2 separate regions of the Gossypium arboreum genome follow, and region 1 is linked to region 2. Evidence: chromatin contacts called from public Hi-C data. All regions are on one chromosome and are shown on one strand. Each heading gives the region's core, a stretch centred on a gene start, on an enhancer-like site or on the middle of the called end of the contact. The rest is flanking DNA. Distances are from core to core; before and after follow the strand shown. Region 1 holds the start of LOC108466038. Region 2 overlaps LOC108466045 ((R)-mandelonitrile lyase-like).

Evidence for each region. A called contact is a pair of places that touch in the nucleus more often than the background predicts.
Region 1: a contact with region 2 is called in a Hi-C map of leaf, with 2.7 times the contacts expected there. The contact joins the promoter of LOC108466038 here to the enhancer-like site in region 2. A contact is called at or near these places in 2 of 5 Hi-C or Micro-C datasets (both in leaf).

Annotation. Positions count from the first base shown.
Region 1 is chr3:46,752,972-46,755,966 of ASM2569848v2, forward strand. LOC108466038 reads left to right here and starts at 1,346. Exons shown (of 8, transcript XM_017766406.2): 1 at 1,346-1,655; 2 at 1,808-2,058; 3 at 2,235-2,306; 4 at 2,790-2,854. The coding sequence starts at 1,813.
Region 2 is chr3:46,713,218-46,716,051 of ASM2569848v2, forward strand. LOC108466045 ((R)-mandelonitrile lyase-like) reads left to right here. Exons shown (of 3, transcript XM_017766411.2): 3 at 1-225. Among protein-coding and RNA genes, the nearest start is that of LOC108466045, 3.4 kb to the left of the region's middle. Within about 2 kb of position 1,409, at least 2 of the 2 cell types and tissues checked have an H3K27ac peak or open chromatin away from gene starts, as enhancers often do. A contact at or near this core is called in leaf, where this site is marked.

The DNA.
Region 1 (2,995 bases), core at 96-2,595, 40 kb after region 2:
ATTGATGCAAATCCAAAATAAAGTTTTGATGGTTAATATGCTTAATTATACTTTAACTTAAGTATGTTGGATTAAGAGAATTGTGATGAGGGGAAACTATGGTTGTTACATTGATTAGCTTATTGGTTTACATGGTTTTGTTCAAAAGTTTCCAAAAGGGATATTGTTGAAGTAAGTTTTTGAAGTAGTTGTCTATGTGGCAATAGAATTGTCCACTTTAGTCATCATTGTGACGACCAATTTAGTTGTCTTACTTGAATGTTGGCAATTTTTGAAAACAAAATATTGGGCTATAATCGATGTTGATATTATTGAAGTATACAAGCTTGTCAATGAAGATAAATTCATTTCGAGAAACACATTTTGAGAATTGAATAGTATAAGATCTTACATATCAAACCCCTTGCTTTTATGGAGATTGAATCAAGAGCACTAAAGATGTATCTTTCAATAGTCCACTTTGGTCTTAATTAGTATATTATTTTAACTATTTTAGCTGCTATTTAATAAGGATTTGAATTGTAGTACCTCTAGTATGTTAGTAAGTCTTGAATTTTTATATATTTATGAGATGTATATGTTTATATACAAAGTATTGAAAGCACTTATTGGTTTATAGAGAGACATTTTTTTCTAAAGTGCATTTGAGATAGTAAAACCAGTTTGTTTTCTGGTTTTACAACTTAAGTTTTTGGTGGAAAATTTAGATATGAGAAATCTAGTCTTTGGATAGTGAGCTTACTATACTGGAGTGTGATAGGACTCAAGTCACTTCTTGTATTGAGTTTAAGGATAATGGATTTATCTCACCGATCCATGCTCTGAGATGTAGGGAAACTGAAACATGTAAACAATTTTTTGTTGTATGTTTTTATTGTGTTACGCAATGCAACCAAAGGTGCCTACTTTCGTTGTCACTTACATTCAGATTTTGTTTTATTAGCATATTAACAACTTATTCAGCTCAATAATTTTTCAATCGAGGTTATTTTTAGTTGACTCGTGATATTAACTCAATCAGCCAGGGGTTTAAATAATAGTATAGAAACATTGATTATACTAGTAAAATTGAGGTTTTAAGCTTTATTAATGGTATGCATTGAAATCTAATCATTTGTAATTTTTATTAGTTTTATTTAAAATGTAAATAGACAAAAGTATTATTTAAAAATATAATTTATTTAAAATAGGTGAGTATAGTATAATAAATTTTCAATTGAGTTATACTAACAAACTCAATTAGTTAGAGATTTAAATAATAATATAGATAATATGGATAAAATAATTGAATTAATGTTTAAGAGGAAGTTGCCAGTTTCAACCGCCAACACCAGTCGAAAGCCACCGAAATAAGAGAGAAGTGTTAGGTAACGCGCAATGGCATTGCGACTTCTAAATTCCAAAAATACCCTTAGAGCCGTTTGCATTGACGTCAGCGTGTCTCTCACCCTCGAATCCTCTGCTAAACTCATAAATTTGGAAAAGAAAAAAGATAAAAAGAATAAAATCCTACAAAGAAAAACTACAATCGTTGGAAATTTAGAAAGGAAACAAAGAAGCGTTCGCAGCAAAAGAAGCTTAATTAGAAAATTTCTCCCCGATTTCTTCGTTACTTCCCTTCATCCAACATAAATTCCCCATTTCGTCCGCTAAAGGTAATTTTTTTTCAAAGAATTATTTTCCCTCATTTTCCAATTTGGAAACCTCCGACTCGCTGCTCTTACTCAGCGCGATTACGGGGTTTTTTATTTTATTTTTTGGATTGAATTAAGCAATGAAAATTGAAAATATTTTGTTAACTTTGCAGAAATTATGAGTGATCACCTGGTTTTGTATGTGGATCGTCTGGTGAGGCCGGTGCCGTTACAGCCGGTGGAGTCGGAGGCTGGTCCCTCAACGGAGATTTCGGGCCCATCCTGCTCGCCCAAGGAAAAGGAGATCTTCCGTGGAGGCGGCGAAGAGGAGCCGCTCATTCAAACGGCGGAGTGTCGCATTTGCCAGGAGGAAGATTCCGTTGAGAATCTTGAGACCCCTTGTACCTGCAGCGGCAGCCTCAAGGTAATATTATTATTATTATTAAAAAATTGATTAAGAATTTTTTTTAATATAAAGTGTATTATCTAGAGCTTTCTAGATTCCGCTTGCAGTTTAATGAACCTCGTAAAATTAAGCTAAATATCGAAATTAGCATTACTTGCTTTGATATTATTAATGCCATCTGTTTTAAATTGCAGTATGCGCATAGGAAATGCGTGCAACATTGGTGCAACGAGAAAGGAGATATCATTTGCGAGATATGTCATCAGGTATATGCTTGCCTTAATGTCCCTTATTTTGATATTGTTATTTTGTTTTAGAGACATGCATTGCCTGCTGCAGCTTCATTTCATCCTTTTAATTTGTCATAAGATTTTCAACTAGCGCCTGTAGGCCCTTTTGTGTCTGTAAGAAAAGAAAGTTTGTGGCTTTTGAAGTAAGCGGTTGCAAATGAGTGTGGAATAGGGTGATCAAGTATCATCTGCTTTTAGGAAGAATATTAATAAACCATTTGATTGATGGGAAAAGGCCTTGTTTCGTTATTCCTGGTTTATCATGCAGTTTTCCTTTCATAGTTCTTTTTACTTCTCAGAATTTATCACGATAGTGGTTAAATATGAGCAACTTTTTGGTCAGACACAGTATGGATTTTAATCATGATGTTAAATTCTTACTTCTTGTTCAGTGGCTATTGATTATTGGTTGTTTTGACTCCTTGCTGATGTAGTCTATCCTTTTAATTTGCTGTGCAGCCTTATCAACCTGGTTATATCGCTCCACCTCGCCCCCAAACTGAAGAAACCGCTATTGATATTGGGTAAGTTAGATGGTCTCACATGTAAGACATTTCTATGCTATGGTTGGTATTTGGTGGACTTCTTGTAAAGATGAAATCAGCATATGCTATGAGATTTATCAAGCATGACATCCATCACAAACTTTGATCTAAACTTGCTTG
Region 2 (2,834 bases), core at 159-2,658:
TTTTTTTTCTTTCTTTTTTTCCTGGAATATTCTTAAAAGCTAGAAAGAATGGAATATTTCAGCGTTTGAATCAGGTAACATTACCCTTATTAAGGTCAGTGCCGTAGTTGGTATGCTATATTATTTTGTTTGATCCTATTTGATTAAAATTGAAGACTTTAGGTAAGGTTTGGTGTTTTCCATATAATATTAATGGAATGTAGTTTATTGGAATGTGATCAGTAACTCAACTTTGCAATGTTTGTTATATACTCAAAAATATTGATTAAAATTTCCAAAATTGCCTTATCAGATTTAATTTATTAAATATTTTCATCGAATGTAATGATAATTTACAAATTTTGTATCAAATAAAACTAATATTTTATATTTAAAATTTTACAATAAAATTTATTAGTAATAAATCTTTGAATTGAATATTTAATAATAATATTTTGAACTTTAGACGTTGATTGCTTAGAATCATTTAATTTTTGTTATCTTCCGTTTTCGTGAGTAGAAATTACTTGACTTCTTTAGAATATGTTCTCTCACTTAGGAAAACCTAGTACGAGCCTTTTAGATTATTGCCAAGCTCAAACATCATAAGTCCGGTGAATATGTTATTGCCATTAATTCCTATCTTATGACACATATTCACCTCACTTCAGAATATTTTAGAAATTTTTTGTTATTACTTCTCGATGGTGTGTCAAATGAAAAGGGTCCAATTAATCCGCCATCTATGCTCAATCCAACGTTATTGTTAACTTAGATATGCTTGATCGATTCTTAAATCTCATTATTTATTGGATCTTTAAATCCATATCTAAACATATCGTCATTCGAAACATCAACTATTGATGGATTGATTGCTTCAAGTCTAATAGGCTTCTAGATGTTGCCCTTATCATTTACAATGACATTACCAAATGAATTGGAAGGGACCTAGGTAGTTCTGTAACCTTACTATTTGGGACCAACCTTTCTTTTATATTTACTCGTTTGCATATCAATACTCATGTCGATACTCTCATCCATAGACATCAACCGATCGGTATTAGGGCACTTCATCATGTCGGGTACAAACAAAATCCCTACTAGAGAATGGGAGAAATTAGGCCAACCCGTGCCTAATGACGATGAAGACTTTAGAGTTGATTTTAATGACATTTCACCTACTACCAAGTAAATATAAATGGATTCGAATAAGTTTATATTTTAAGTCGAGTTAAAATTAATCAAATATAAAATTTATTAATATTTAAGTGGGACCTAATTCTTAACCGGGCGCCGACCTCGACCCCATCCTCCTGTGGTGATGGCGCATGAAATGGAAGCCACTTTTCTGCAGCCTGACCATGAAACTTGGGCTTGAAAGGTATCTCCTTTGCCAGCTCACCCGCCTGCCACTCTTCCAAGCAAATCATGACCTCTCCATTTTCCCTTTCACCGATTTCCACACATAGGCATGGCTTTTATACATGCCTACGGAAAAAGGCAAAAGATGAATTTATCCAACCCAGGAACATAAATTGCTTCTTTTATATCTCTGTTGTTAAACTATGATAATTTTGAATTTATCCCAATTGAGCCCTTCTACAGCATTGCTCTGCAATTTCTTCAATAATCGTTTAATTTATAAATTTGTATTGACACATTTTTATTTTAATTTATATTAAATAAATTCAATTTATATTGAAATAAAATTTTGGTACATATAAAAAGTTATTTAGGTACAACAAAAGCATAAAGATTCGATTAAGAAAAAATATAATTTAAGAGTTGTTTTAATATTTTAACCTAAATAAGAACAAAAAAAAAATCCAATCAAATCCAGTTTGTTGAATTAAGCAATAAGAATTGAATAAGGTCATTGATAATTATGAAAACTACATCAACTCTTTGTCTCTCAGAATTCACATGCCAACTTAATTGCTTGAAGTAGGTTTGAAGTGGGCCATACACATTGCCCTAATTTCTATTATTACCAAACCCTAATATATTAATAATGAACCAACAAAACTAATATTAATTATTATATTATTACAACTATAAATGTATAAACATAAATAGATGTTCTTTTCTTTCGGTAACAACATATATTAATGTTCTTCTTAGAGAAAAAAGAGAAGCTGATAATAAAAATGGAATAAGGTCAATAGTATTGATGTCTTATGGGAAGAAGAAACCAGGTGTTATTTTATAAATTAAATATATTAAGTAATAATAAAAATAAAATCAATTTAATAATTTTACATTAAATGATAAATAGTTACCTACTTATTTATCGTTTTCTTTAAATGATTTTATATTAAGCAAAAAGTTAGTATAGTTATCAAATACAATTAAAAAAAATTTTCATTTTCGATGAAATAAAAATTTCAATGATTTATCAAACACGTTCTAAATTTAAGTTATAAAACATGTTTGATATATTTCTTAAAGTTAACTAAAGAATATATGATTAACTGTCGAAACCTTTTAGGAGATCAACTTTTATTTTAAAAACGAAAACGGAGTCGCCGTCAATCCTTTTTCATTTAGGTGTGATTGGATCACCTCAAAACTTTGTCATTTTAACAAAGCGTTAGATTTACTAAAACGGTAATATTCGGTCTTACAAATCCGGAAAATGAGTTCGGGAGTCGATTACATATGAGGAAGGATTAGCACCCTCATAACGCTCAAAATTGGTACCTAGTTGCATACTTGATGTTTTGATGTCAAAAGTTGAAAATTCGAAGAGAAATTAAAATACAACCCCTCTTTACATGTTTGCGTGATGTTCTTTTTAATTAAAATCACTTAACTAAATTAAATTTTATGAAAATGCCTTATTTCGAGTTAGTTGA